Regions from separate parts of the Oryzias latipes genome. Here region 1 is linked to region 2. The links are chromatin contacts, called in public Hi-C maps. All regions are on one chromosome and are shown on one strand. Each heading gives the region's core, a stretch centred on a gene start, on an enhancer-like site or on the middle of the called end of the contact. The rest is flanking DNA. Distances are from core to core; before and after follow the strand shown. Region 1 overlaps LOC101162700 (serine/threonine-protein kinase PAK 3). Region 2 holds the start of mepce (7SK snRNA methylphosphate capping enzyme).

Region 1 (7,804 bases), core at 369-2,868, 39 kb after region 2:
CTGATGTCATTTTTTCATTCTGGTATCTTTTACCACTTGTATCCTGATGACTGTAAGATGACTGTCAGTCTTTTCCACTGTAACAAAAAACACATTTCACACATAGGCGGAAAAACAGTTAAGGGTGTTGTAATGTGTCTGACCACAAAGATATTAAAGATCGGAGTTATAGCAATGGCCGACTGCTCAGGTTTTAGCTCACTGAGGTGCTTTGGCACTTAGGTATCTGTGTTGGTGATATTTTTAACTATACTGTGGCAAATTAAGACAGTTTTAACCCAAATTTAGATTTTTTTAAAAATAAATAATGTCACCATCAGAATTTTGAGGCACAGTGAGAAGGATGGTCTTTCCAGTTTTGACAGCATTGTATTTCTTTTTGTTTTTTTTTGTTTTTTTTTTTTTTTTGCTGACAATGGGTTCCTGCAGAGTTCATTGAGTGGACCTTAATAGGCAGTTGAAAAAGTTAGATTCAAGTGTAAATAAGTTGGGTTACAGTATTTTTAAACCAGGAAAAAGTGTATTGTCTTACGTTCACCCTTTCTGATCCCTTCTTTTAATGCATTTATGACCCCTTTTTTCTGCATTTGCTAAATAAATCATGTTGTATTTAACACCTGACGGTCGCTTTATTAGGTTACACAGTGCAACTTTGTAAACAGAAGAGTTTTGCTGGGTTTTTGTCACAGATACGCCCAGACTACAAACTGAGAAAACCGGTTTTTTGCTGTTGTCTGGACTCTAATTGGGATCTTGCCCAACAGAAACTGCTGACACAGTTCACTGCCACCACTCACTATATCTCACGAGATCTTGGCAGCAAACTGGGAAAATAATCAAGTTAACACAAGAACATTTGAAGCCATTATGTTCTTCGATTGGGCACTTATTTCTATTTATTTATTTAGAAATATTACATCAAAAGGTACTTGTGAGTATTAATGATGTTTGAAAGCTTTTCTGTGTTTGTTGTCTCATATTTGGCTCTCTTTTTGAAAGGTTAAATTGCCTTCACAATTAGGCTTTACAAGTCACTTATTAACCATCAGTTTTTCTAACTGAAAAGGTCAGCAAATTAGTTTCACAGTCAGTCTTCTCCTAAAAACATATTTATTTGGAATGGTATATTCCATTAAAATGTATCAAGTTTGTACCATGTAAATCATGCAGTGATTTGCATGAAAACAGCATTTACGTGTTCTGTGAAAACTTTTCTCGTCATAAATAAACATCAATGGTGTCTATGATTTGCCTGGACAGGAAGCAACACATAACTGGAACATTTATGTTGCAAGAATTTTTTTGTTAAACATATTATGGTATGGTAGAATCCAGATAAGTATTGTGTAATAATCCTGTTAGGTAGATTATGGCTTCTTATCAACCCATCTTTCCAGTGATCTAATTCCTTTGTTGAAAAAAAAATCTTTTGTTTTTAAAAGCTGACAGAAGTCTGTTGAAACCACAGCCAGACTTGTATCCTGCATTCATGGCGGCTGCATAAATTGCTAATGCCACCATGAAGACAGATGAGTAATTTGTCAGGGGGAGGTGCATGCGTGCTGTGTAAGGGCAGTGGAGGGGCAGCTTTCTTTGTTTGCTAATGTAGGTCTCCGCTGAGGGGGGGCAGCATGGATGTCCCGCTTACTGCAGTAGCGGCGCTGCACATCACATGATGGGCTTGGCCTCGGGGTGAGGCAGAGAAGGAGCTGAAGATGGTACTGGGGTGGTTACATGGTGGGTAGGCGTGATGGAATGGGTTCCCTGTGCCAGATTCGCTTCAAGTTAAATCCTGGTACCTGTTTCTAAAGATGATGGAAACATCAGACTCGTTCTCATCTCGTGGTTACACCAGTCCAGTCCCAGTGCTGGATTGACTCTCCCAGCTGGGTTAGACTTATTTAATGATCATTTATCTACAATTACATTCGATTTGATTGTAAACAGTATTACATATAGATTGCTATTTTCATACGTTTTTTTTAAATGCAAGACTCATAAATGCAACAGTTTGTTAACAAACATAAAAAAAATACGAATAATAGATAAATTATGTTCTTTTTTAATTTTGGCACACCATTAGAAACAATTTTGCAGCTTTTTTTTTTAATATGTCGAGATAGCTGTCAGCTAAAGCAAATATAGCAAAAAACAAGAAGATTCTTGATTCTGTGTAAAAAAAAATTTTGTTGCAATGTCAACCAGGCCTAGTTATACAGTAAGTCCAAATTCAGATTTGAATTATCTTAAGAAAATGCTTTGAAAGTACAAAAGGTTGTCTATTTGTCTCTATATTTAGGTTTCTTTGTGAAGAACACTAATAATGAAAGTTTCTGCAAATCCCAAAATCCATTAAAATGATGCAGAAACGAAATATAGACAGAGAAACAAACAACAATAGAGATACATTTTTTGGGACTAACAAATCCAATTTCTCTCTTCAGTGCTTTGAGGCATGAAATTACAGCTCATCCATCCTCTTGCAAATATCTGGAAATATACAGTGTTTTTTTTTTTCACAAACACAAACTTTGTAGTATAAAAGCAGTTTTTTTTGGTGTTTTACTGAGACTTTATTTTTTATCTCTGTATTTGTTTTCTAAGTGTTTGCAGATTGCATTTTCAAAGTAATAAAGTGTGTTTTCTATTTTGGAGATATTTTATGTATGATCTGTATGTTTTTTGATGTGTGTTTGGCTTCTCCAGTCACCATATAATCCACTACAGCCCATAATTGTCTAGGTCAGTCTTGTTAAATCAATCAGAGCATGACGCAAGTGACACATGTGCATTATAACTGCATAATGGCTAAATAATAGCTGACTTTTCTACATCAGTCCAAAAAGGCTTTGGTGACATTGCACATGTTTATATGCTACTAATGGTAAATGTGTGGTATTTGTGAAAAAACACAATTTCTTTTTTTCCACATATCACCCTAAGAAAATCCTAATTTTCTAGATCTTTACTCTAGAAAAGTCAGATTAATGGAATATATCTTGTAGCTGTAGCTGTTTTTTGTATTCTACAGGCATTTATGAAGATTAGTCAAGTCCACATTGACCAAAAGCCAAGCTCCTAGTTTTAAGGTTTGAAGCAAACTGCACCATACCAAATGTTGCAGTTCCTCAAATGACCATTGGGGGCTGTTTTCAAAAAGGAGCATTTTTTCATTGACCCTGATGTTTTTTCAGCACAGGAATAAAAGGTCCAACTTTATACCAAAACCATTTATAGTACAATACGGAAGAGGATTAGGGCCACGGAGAAAGAAAGAAAAAAAGGCCATATAAAATTCTGAATTTTTTCTCAAAATTCTCACTTTAATCTCAGAATTTTGAGATTAAAGTCAGAATTCTGAGAATAAATCCAGAATTTTCTATGCCTCTTTTTCCTTTCTCCATTCTGTCCAACAATAATAAATAATAATAAATAAGTCGAGTGTGTGGACCTTGATGTCCTGCTTCTTCCAAGTTCACAGTTCATTAACAGTTACCACACACAGATTTTCTTTCTCTCTTTCTCATTCCCAGGATTTTGTGAGCGTTGCTAAAAATGTCTGATAGTGTCGATATTGAAGAGAAACCGCCGGCCCCCCCCTTGAGAATGAACAGTAGTTCCCGAGATTCTTCATCAGTGAATCACGCATCCAAACCGCTACCAATGGCTCCAGAAGAGAAAAACAAGAAAGTCCGCCTGCGATCCATCTTTCCTGGAGGAGATAAGAGTGAGCATCCATCCCCAGCTTCAGTCATTTCTGCATCCTCACACAAGTTGTTCTTTGTTGAGGATTGAGGTTTAAAACAATTTAACAATTTGGAGCCAGTCTATAATCTGATTTCCTTCTTTTTTTTGTTTCCTCTGTAGCAAACAAGAAAAAGGAGAAGGAACGTCCTGAGATATCCCTACCCTCAGACTTTGAGCACACCATTCACGTTGGCTTTGATGCTGTAACAGGAGAATTCACAGTGAGTATAGCCACAGATTGTTACGTCCCTGATCCGGGGGAAAATGGGTAACAAAACAAACTTTTTGAAACTGTGAGGGTTAAGATGGCAGCAATAAGACAAAACAAACTAATAATAAACACAAATGACTGAACACTACAAAGTGTTACAATGTCTGAAATAATTAGCAGAAATTCTCAGGTTTTTTTTAGCAGCAGACCTAAAACTAATACCAGAATTCTAAGCCCAAAACACAACAACTACTGAAGTAGTACATGATAAAATGACAGCTAAAAGCAGAAACTAAACCGAAGGATCAAAAAAAAGAAGCCTGACTATAGGGCTAGAACCAAAAACAGAGGAAAACTGGACTTCAACAAGCGTCCTATAGGCCTAAGAGACAGTATGGGGAAAGGCTGAGGAACAGATTCCACCCAGGCATTCAGCTACCACTACAGCAGAGGTTTCTGGAAGGTTTTAAAGTCCCACTCCAGTCATCTTTTGATCTATTTTCAAAGAGTTCCCAGCGGTCTTTCAATTATGATGATGCTGTTTTTAGGAAAAATCAAAAAGCCTGTTTCGTTTTGAGCCAGAAGCCAGCTGGGATAAGAAAACAAAGACTTAGAGGATTTAGTCGTCTACAAGTGGATGCATCTGAATAGAGCAGAGCAGGGACCTTGTGACTTGCCGTAGTAACTTATACGCCACACTTACAAACTTCTTACATTAGCATTTTTTTCCATCTGCTCCTGATTCACACGCATTTCGTTAAAGAAATACTCAGAAATGTGATTTTAAGGTATTCATTTTCTTGCCCTCCATCATGAGAAAAGTGTTACAAGAACACGTTAAAAACATCTTAAACGTGATTTTCATCAGAATGAGTCTTCAAATCTCTCTCTCTCTCCCACCCTGGTGATTGGTGGAGTTGGAAGCCTCAATCAGCTCTGCAAGAGGTGGAGTTTGTAGCAATTGTAAAGCTGAACCTCTGCTGGAGCTAAAATATGCAGAATAAGTCATATTAAACATTTAAAGACAAACCAAATATTAACAGAACAAAATCAGATGATTCCGTCAAATTGTTTTAGTTATTTGTTGTGAAGTTGTGTGAAGCTGGATACAAATGTAGGAGGCAGAAGATAACAGAGAGCAGCACTGAGTTCATGAAATGGAATAGAGCAAAAGGGTCATTAATAAAAAAGTGAAACCTCCGGTGAACTCATCAGACAGACCTACGTGGAAACCCAGGCAAAAAGGCAGAGAGACAACAGGCTGGCAGAACAGATGGGCCGACGAGAAGCAAATACGCCACTACTTAAACACTCGCGGGCTGATGAGACGCAGGTGGCAAAAACCGCAGAAGATCAGGCAGAAGCAGGTGGGAAGGGCAAGTTCAATCAAATGTGACAAGGCTGGCATCCAGTTATTACACAAGACACTGAAATTAGGTCTTTCAAACATAACAACCGCAAGTAAATTAGTCCGAAAGTAAACAAAGCTCACGCAATGGATAAAAAAAGAAGACCTAATAAGAAACAAAGCATGGGACAAAGAGATCTTTGACAAAACGGGCCCTGAACCAAAGATAGAGTTCAAATGTGAATCAGAGAATCAAAAACATCCCACCAACTATGATGTTTTCTACCTGTTTTGATTGTTTTGGCTCATTTAATGAACCCTAATAGTTTCAACAGTCAGGCGCACAAACTCTCTCTTACCAGAAGCCATCCTCATTTTCCCTCACCGGGTAATAGACGGTTCATGCGTTATAGTTTAGCTTTACACGACATGCACTATTTATCATAGTGGTCAGACGGATTTTTTTATTACAAACTTTAACTTAAAAAGAGTCGTCTGCAGCAGAGAAATCAAAGGAGGCAGGCTCCCTTTCTAACATAAAATGAACCAACTTTATATTATTATTATTTTCAATAGTAATAATATATGAGGAATAGACGTTCAAAAAATCTATGTGGCTGTTCGTAAAGTCTATTCAGCCTCGTCGAAAAACCTCTGTAGAATGTCTTTTCTGCCTCTTAGGAGGCTGATATAGGTCATGGGCGAAATAATTTCATAAATCAGTTTTATGTGGATTGTTAGGAATTGCATGCAAAAGCATGTGACCTCTGTCTGCTTTTGCAGGGTATCCCAGAGCAATGGGCCCGCCTCCTGCAAACCTCCAACATTACCAAGCTGGAGCAGAAGAAGAACCCACAGGCCGTCATAGATGTCCTGAAGTTCTACGACTCCAAAGAGACTGTCAACAACCAGAAGTACATGAGCTTCACTTCAGGAGGTGAGGTTACTCATCAACCCCTTCGGACAATCTTAAGGAGCAATATTCTTAAGTATTTCTTTTTTCCATTTCAGACAAGACGGCACATGGCTACATTGCAGCAAACACTTTGGTGAGTTTGGGTGATATTGTTGTTGTTAGCATTATTTTTCTTTATTGGCCAGTGTTTGATCAGTCAGTCAGTGCAGGTTTGTTGCAGCAATTTGCATAAAAAACAAATAGTAAGGCAGACGTATCAAAAGATATTTATAGAAAAAAAGCTGGAACAGGTAAGTTGCAAAGCTGAATACATTCCTTATGTTGCCTTTAACTTGTGATCAACCTTCTTATCAGGGGGGTTTATGGGATAAAACATGTTTCACTTAGTTATTGTTCAGTCAACATGTGCCTTTGTGGGGGTCATATAGTGCACTGACTTTTGAACTTTTTTTTATGACCATTGCTCTGCAGCTTATTGTGCATTTTTGTCAATCTACTTTGAGTTTTATCAAAGGCAGCTGCATCCTGAAGGACTCCCGCTGTGTTGACCTCAATGCTGGCTTTGACCAGAGTAATCTATGCACTAGCCGAAGACAAAGTGGAGAGGGGGTGGGGGGGTTGTTCCCTTTAGGGAGGCTATGCTGGGATCCCTACATCCCTTCCCTTTGATGAGCCAATGCGATCCAAATGGGTGGGTTAACATAGGCTGCGCTGGTCCAGAAAAGGGCATTCAGAAGCATCTCGGCCTTTCAGAGGAGACTTAGCCACATTTAATGACTTCATCAAGGAAGATGTTCCAGTGGCTGGTGTGCAGAAGAGAATGATCTGTTCTCTGAGGGAAAAAAAGGTTGCATCATGATATCACTGTGAGGAACTGCTGGGCGGGTAAATGTTTGCAGACTAATTTTTTCTGTAAAAAGTCCCTGCTGCAGTCCACTTCACTAATACAAAGTACATAGTGCTTTATATTCCAGATTTGTATTTGACCCTTAAGTTGCTTACTTTAATAATTGCTCAGTGTAAAATTGTAACAGCAAAGCTATATAATCTATATTTTGAACCAACAAAGACAGGCAGATTAGGTCACCTCTAATTAAAGAAACTTGTTAGGACATAAAAACTTAACGTCTTTTTCCTATTTGCTAATTATGAGCGTGTAAGTCTCTTTTTGCAGAATATGATTCCGCTGTGTTTTGAGAAACACTCAAAGAGTAAATAATTTTTTTATCCCTCAAGTCACTTGTGTAATGATTTAGCTATAGAAATCCATTCCATGTGTGGGGTTTGTCCTGCATACACAAATCCACATTCACAGCACTGACACCATGACAGTGCTGACAAATAATCAGCCTCTGCTGGTGCCCGAAGCTGTTTGTTAAAATGATTTTCTTATGTATTTCAAATACATTTAATAAAGTTTGAGGCCTGCTTGCCTCTCATGGCACTTCATGTTTGGTAAGGTAAAAAGCAGGAAAAAAGAATTAGTGAAAGGTGACCTTTTTATTTTTTTAACCTTGACTAAAGGCACAAGCAGGCGCAACAGTTTAGTTCTGTCTGCAGCTTTAAATGTGCATTTGTCAGA
Region 2 (7,256 bases), core at 2,391-4,890:
GTTTTTACGAGCTGCATGGATCAACCCACCATCTATATCGAGCCCCAATATGCGTGCAGGCCGCAGCATTTTGGCAATGTAGAGTGTTAAGTGACCTGAATTGCACCCCAAGTCCAGCACATCTTTACCTTCAAACCACTCCGGACGCAATACACGAACACGCGGGTCTTCACTGTTGCCCGGGTTGCGATAACCATAATATTTATTGTAGTTTCCATACTGGAACTTCTTTTGGTGTCCTTTTGCCTGACTGTGAGGTTGCTGGTACGAACGTGACCCCCCTCCAGTTTTGGGACCAATTTTTGGTGTGTGAAAATAATTTTGTGCTCCGCCTGTACCACAACTTTTGTCATTTGGTGCTAATTTACCGCTGGGAGTAGAATGGGTGACAGGAGGATCAATTTTGCCTGAGTTGCGCCTTCGTCTGCGTCTTCCGGCGTGGTGGCTTGGCCCCCCCGACAGGGGGCAGGTATATTCTTCGACAGGTACAAACAGCGTCTCATCTTTGCCGCTTGCTGCGTTCTCAGCTGTGCTCTCGTGGGAATCTGCCGTGACACTAGAGAAACTCATGGACTCTTTAGAAGAATCGAGAACCGAACAAGAGCCTTGCGTACCTAAAAGTTGTGTGGAGGAGCTCATTTTGACCTCACTTTTTGTCGATTCGGAGTGGTTCGCCTGCGTTATTGGAATCCCACTACCAACTCCGCCTCCTCCACCACCCCCACCATGATGTCTGTTGCGATGCCTTCTTCTTCCTCCGCTCTTGTAGGGGGACACCAAAAAGCAGTTGTCTGCTATCCCGCTGTTCAGGTTCAGAGGATCAGTTATATCTCTCGGAATGAGGATCTCCACTGGATCTCGACTCTTTGCAGGAAGTGGAGAGGATTTTGGTGTCTCTGCGTTAAGTGCCCTGTTGACCTCCTCATCCAGGAGGCTGTTCAGATTAAGCGGGTCAAAAATGTTGCCACCCAAGAGAAAGTTGGTGGGCAGGACAGAGTCACTCTCGGAGATGGCTCTTCGTCTCCTCTTGCTCGATGTGGGATGTTTGAAGTTAGAACTGGCTGTGTAGCGCCGCTTGGTTAATTTCGTTTGCTGTTGCTGTTGTTTGGAGTGAGGGAAGCTGTTCCTGCGATTGATGCTGTTCTCGCTCCCTCTGGCTTTTTGTCCCGCGCTGTCTGTGCTCGTGTGCTTTGGTGAGGCTGCAGTGCCCGGGACAGGACAGGCAGCTGCAAAGTCATGCGTGGCTGCATTTTCCTCCATCATCACGGACACACTGCTGTAACCTCCAGTACAGTCTGAGAGCTGCAGAGATGGCGTTGACCTGGCCTCTAAACTGCCAGTTTTTATGGCGTCCTCCTCGACAGACATCTCTGTTAGTTTCCAGAACTGTTCATTGAAACTTGTTTGTCCTTTGTCTGAAAACAAGGAAGAATACAGCTGTTAAAGGACCATCTGATCTCTTATAATCCCTTGAATAAAACACCGTAAACATTAAATTAAGTTCCAAAAAAGTGCCAAAACAACCGATAGGTAGATTTTTGTTTAATTGCATTACAAAGAATGCAAAAAAAAAAGACAATGATAATTGATGTTTTTGCCAACAAAAACTTTAAATACCTAATCTGATGAAAGTTTTTGTGGCGTTTTTCTAACAATGGAGGACAAGTATAAAGACAATATAGCTAAAAATTTTGTTTCTGAGTGTTCCTTTATTCCAGTTGTTCCAAATCAGGGGCAGATGAAAAATGCCATTGGAAAAAGCTTGAAGCTGTGATGTGAAACCTACAACGACAAGCAACAAATTTATTCATCCTAGATAATGATATAGGTTGTTTTTTTTTGGACTAAAAACGACAAAATTTTAATTAAAAGACCACTGAGAACACTTTTTAAAATAGACTTTAAATAAGTAAAATCATAATTTGGGATGTCATCTGCAACATGCTTTGGTCAAAAATGCTAGTACAGACAAAACATCTTTCTTTTTTAACCACACTGTTCCTGCTTGGTTCATGGTAGCATATAGAGGGAGGTTCCACCCGTCTCTGCTGCTCTACCTTATCAGAGATACATAAGGTTTATAGCATTTGTGCCACCTGATTAGAAGGCACAAATATTCCTCATGCACTTCCTAACAAAACTACATTCAAACTTAAACTAACAGAGAAGGGACAGAAGGTCATCATATTCTCCAAAACCAAAAATACACCTTTAAGATGTGACGTTGCTATTGTTGTTGCTATTGTTTTTGTGCCTGTGTAGAAGAAACATGTTTGTTCTTCCACTATTCCTACTGTTTAGAGCCTAAAAGAAAGGTTAATGCTTTTGTTGTTGTTTTCAATTGAAGAGTTAACTTTTAAAAAAAAAAAAAAAAAAGATGACAATCCTATATTTGTATATCTACAACTTCCTGGATAAACATTTCTGCAACTTCATAATTCATTATCAGCTTTACATTAAAAAAATAGATTTGGATGTTACCAAAACTAAAGTTTGAAGTTCTCAGAAAGTGGTTTTATAAAACTGTAGGATATTGTCATGATGATGTCATTTGCAAAAAAATCCAAACAAAATATTTGGATTTTCAGTGTTTTCGGTTTTAGCCTTATTTTAAAATCATGCAAACTGCATTATCTATGATTGATAAAAAAAAAAAGAATTGATTTGAGATTCATCGACATTGTTTTAAGGAAACTTCAATCTGTTCTTTATGGTTGCATGCATTAAAAGTCATCTGGGGAGTCAGTGTGCAGATTCTGGCCTCCATAATTAAGTCAGGAAAGTAATAAGATGGACAAAACGAACAGCAAATAAAATCATAAAGGAGAATCCGGGCATATTGAATATATAAAACATATAATTTTCTTAATAGTAAATAAATTACTTTGTTTTTAGCTGAGTGTTGCATTTTATTATATTAATTTTAAAGGTCCTACGGTCCGCGGCAGATTTTTCGTTAGCATTGCCCTCCTGACAGGCTGACATCTGAAGCGTGTCCACTCGGAGGTTGCTGACCTGAGAAGTTTCTGAGTCAGAGTCTGGAACAGTAGTTTGGGTTAGCATGCTAGCCCTTAGCTCCTCCATCGTGGGCCAGAGCTCTGAAAACGTCGCCTAAACGTTTAGCTCTGGAGCAACAGTGGTGATAAATAAACGACCAAGTACCCACCTTCATGCGCTGACGGGTGAATCCAGAACAAAAATAAACAAACAAATCCCAAGTCCGGTACGGGAAAGTGATACTATGTCCCAGATGGCCGCCGAACAGTGTGGTCACCGTCAGGATCCCAGTGTCACCCCGCGGTGGTGCTCTCCCCGCCTCCGGCCGGGCCGTCTCCACCCCGCTCTGCTTCCACTCAAGCTAACGTTAGCCTAGCTAGCACCCCAGTGTCTCCGAGCCCAACGGCGCTCACGGTTTACACGCAAAGCACGGCCTGTACCCCACTAGGTCTCTCTTGTTTCCCCCACTGCCTTGTCGACTTGTTCGGTCAACTCCAGGCGGACAGTTTGGTGAATAAATGACAGCATTCGCTGACGAGAGTCGGCATGGCGGCGCATCCGGGCTTCGAGTTGTAAGCTTAACGTGACCGGGGCGGAGATCTGTGAGCTCGCGCAAGGTAGTGGGAACTCTTTGCCATTAGATTCAGACCCCTAATCCCAGAAGAGGCCGCGAGCGAGTGGAACTTTTAATGACAGTCAGCAAACACATTTTAATGAACAAACTTGGCCATTGTTTTGGTCTAAAAACGGGACTATAAAGGCACAGATGCCCAACAACACAAAGTAGGTCCACATTGAGCAATTCTGCGGCCCTGACCACCCTCCCACCACCTCATCCTTCATCCATCATTTTAACAGTAATCTCTCATCTTCAGTATATTAGTAGCACTTTTTAAAGCATAAAATAAATCTTATTGTCAAGAGAAAAAAATTATAGCAATACCATTAATTATCTTCTGTCTGTCTGTCTGTCCGTCCTTTAAGTGAAATAATGTGATAAAGTGCTTAAAAGTTTGGAAAAAGCAAAATTTCTAATAGTAATAGATTTAATTTCAGATCTGTAATTGAACGAGAGTATAAAATAATACTGACTGTCAAACACCTCAACAGTGTGTGTTTAGATTTGTTTAATCTTTTGCAGCAGCAGTCAAATGAATAACCTTTGCTTAATTCTAAGTCATGGAACAGATCCACAAGTGGCCTCCTCAGTAACCTGCTCACAACTTTACTTTGGATTTTCTTGAAAGGAAGATTCTTAGCAGAATTTCAGATTGATGTAACCTTTTACATTAATGCATGATCGCTGCTTATAAGAAATTGGCCAAACAGTTGTGAGATGCTGTCTGATACAAAGCTGTGAAAGTACAATAGTTTCCTGTAATATTTGTAACTATCTAACTTGGGAAAATAAAGTGAATTTAGGAGTTATGAACTTTCTCATCATTTTATATTACATTTGTTTTCTTTTTGTAAAGGGCTATTTCTTGATTTATAACAGCTTTCTTTTACGGCAGCAAATTTCAACACTTTCAAGCAAATTCATTACAGTTAGCAGCCTGAAATGCTTAGTTTGAAGCCAAAAGACATTTTAACACATTTTTAAAAAGTGTCTCAAATTTGACATTTAGCTGATGTAACAGCTATTTCTAAATTAAATGACCACAATTAATTTTTCATTTTACCACGCATGAAGTGATATTCATGCTAACACAAGCACAACTTTCTAAGTAGCAAATGAAAACATTAAATATTTGCTTTGAATAACTTGTTTTTTTTTCTTCCAAACCCTTTTTTTTGCATTTGCTACACAAAGCTCTCCCTGTATTTTGATTGAAAATCATCACTCTCAACTGTTTATAGATCAAGCCATGTGATTTTCTGTCTTACAGCCTTTATTACGTTGAGGGTAAAATCAAAATAGTTATTTTTTTAAAAACAAATTGGCAAAATATATGGAAGGTACAGTAACAGGTAAATGAAAGAAAAAAAATCAATGACTACAATAAACTATTCTTTCTTGCAGTAGCATGTTTTTTTGTACTCTACATGTTATGTATTTTTATTGTTGTAGGTCAAATGAAAGTGTACAACTACAGTTGTACACATAAGCTTTAGGGTTGTTTTCTTCTACATACTTCATATTTCCAACACAATTATGAAGTATTTCTGGTATTTAAGTCTATTTGGGTGTTAGTGTGAGATATGACTGCCATCATGGACACCTTGATGTTGCTTCAGTGACCTTTTACATCTGTTTTCTGAATGGCCACAAGGGGGCGATCAAATCTTTTTTTTTTACCATTTTTCTAAACAGTTTTATCCTGCGTTTAACACTGGATGTTCTTTCAGAATTTAATTTTTACGCGTTTTTTAAGGCTATATTAGTTTTCCCTTTCATCGTTGTAAGTAAACAGACTCGATTTTGATTTGTAAAATAAAATATCACTTAACTTTGGATGTATATGTTGAGTTACTGTAATTGTGACAGGCACCAGCACAATGTTTGCATGCCCTCCAGAGGGAAAACTGCTTATGTGCATGTGGTCAATCGAACATTTCAAGTTCATAAGTAAATTCTTATCCAGAGTAAAATCCTCCAGTAATATTCAATAAATGCTTGAATGCAGCTGTAACATCAGTGTTATCTCTCTGTACTGTAGGCCTGGTTCTGATGGCTATCACAAAACCCCACAAAACTCCACAAAAACAGAAATTCAAATCATTGCATCAATTCTTAAAACAATAATACAATAATAACGACTATCAGTGACTTATACATGTAATATTAATAATGCAGAAAGTTTGATATATTTTTCCCCTAACCCTTAACATTATGCTAATATAAAACTTTTTGGAAGACAATATAATAAAAATAAATAACAAAGTAACATTTGGAAAAAGGGAAAAAAATGTTTCAACGGGTGTTTTATTATCTCTGGTAGTCTGAGTGTGGAGCATGCTCCTAATTGCTTTTCAAATCAGTGCAACAGACTCTCCGGTTTAATGAGTCACCCCTCCTTTGTAGTCTCTATGGAAGAAAACTAAAACGAGAGGGTACCTGTCCCCCTCCTTTTCTGTCACCCTCTTTTCTCATGGTAATGTGGGTGCGGTCTTCAATCCCGGACACCATCTGCCCTTCCTCAGGGTCTGCGCCTCAAGCGCTCTGGACATATTCAATTGTTTGTGTGTGTCCAAGCAGAAAGTGGTGAACACATATGGTTCTTGAGGCCCTCTGTGAAGAGCACGAGCCGGCTGGTCATTATCCTGCGTGTGACAGAGGGAGGGGCCGGCTCGCGTGTCCCGTGTGCGGTCACATCAGAACAACCCCCATGTCTACTCTGTGAGTTCACACTCTGTGCCACTGTGAGTGACCGTTGGCTGCTGGTCAGCAAAGTGGTGATTGTGTCATCTTTCACGTGGGATCAAAAGCGGGAGTGATTGCCTTTTAAATGACCTGCCTGATTTGAACTTACGAATGATTCCTATGAGTTTAGGTAGACAAATGTGAACAGTGTGGGATGCTTTTCTAATATTGATATTATAAACATACATTTGAATAAACACCTAAAAAAATGCTGCAAAGGAGAATGAAGGCGACAAAAACATTGAAACTGTCAAACTAAGTATTCTGCAAGTGCAGTTAGATATTAAAGTAACTACTTCATTCCTAACAAAGAAAACACATTTAGTAATCTTCTTGAAGTCTTTAGCTGTTAAAATAGGAGTAAACTGTTAATGGTAACACAATTGTGGAAAAAAAATGAAAGGAAGTATGTCAGATTTGTGATATCACCCCTGCAACCACTGCAAAACTAGTTTTCTACCTCATTTGAACTGACGAGGTGGTCCACCAGTTAACGTGCACCACACTGACACACAGATTATGACTTTCCATCAGAGCTGCCCCCCTCGTTTAAAAAGCTGCATTCTCTTGGCTGCACCGAGATTAGTTATTGAACTGTCCAAGCAAAGGGGGAACAAGGCCGCTTCAGAGCCACGCCACACAATGAGCCAGCTGTCAGGGGGAGGGGCTCGATCAGGCCTGTGTTGTCATGGACAGCATTTTGCGTTGCCCTTTGGGAGCTGATCGGTGCCCCCACGCCCAGGTCTGGTTAATTGTTAGATGGATCGGACGCGAAGAGTGCGTGACGGCTTATACACTAGAGGTAGCCCAAAAAATAGGAAAAGAACACCAATCTTAAGAGAAAAACATCTCCAAAAGGTAGCAAATCTAGCAATTTATACTTAAGAAGAAATCT

What was found. Hi-C and Micro-C count contacts between places; a contact is called where the count stands out from the background.
Region 1: a contact with region 2 is called in a Hi-C map of embryo, with 2.5 times the contacts expected there. The contact joins the enhancer-like site here to the promoter of mepce in region 2. A contact is called at or near these places in 4 of 5 Hi-C or Micro-C datasets (embryo and fibroblasts).

Annotation. Positions count from the first base shown.
Region 1 is chr14:14,633,158-14,640,961 of ASM223467v1, forward strand. LOC101162700 (serine/threonine-protein kinase PAK 3) reads left to right here. Exons shown (of 16, transcript XM_011483449.3): 3 at 3,534-3,727; 4 at 3,868-3,968; 5 at 6,090-6,243; 6 at 6,318-6,355. The coding sequence starts at 3,556. Among protein-coding and RNA genes, the nearest start is that of LOC101162700, 31 kb to the left of the region's middle. Within about 2 kb of position 1,619, at least 1 of the 8 cell types and tissues checked has an H3K27ac peak or open chromatin away from gene starts, as enhancers often do. A contact at or near this core is called in embryo, where this site is marked.
Region 2 is chr14:14,591,956-14,599,211 of ASM223467v1, forward strand. It overlaps mepce (7SK snRNA methylphosphate capping enzyme), which reads right to left and starts at 3,641. Exons shown (of 5, transcript XM_023962449.1): 1 at 3,167-3,641; 2 at 1-1,415. The coding sequence starts at 1,368.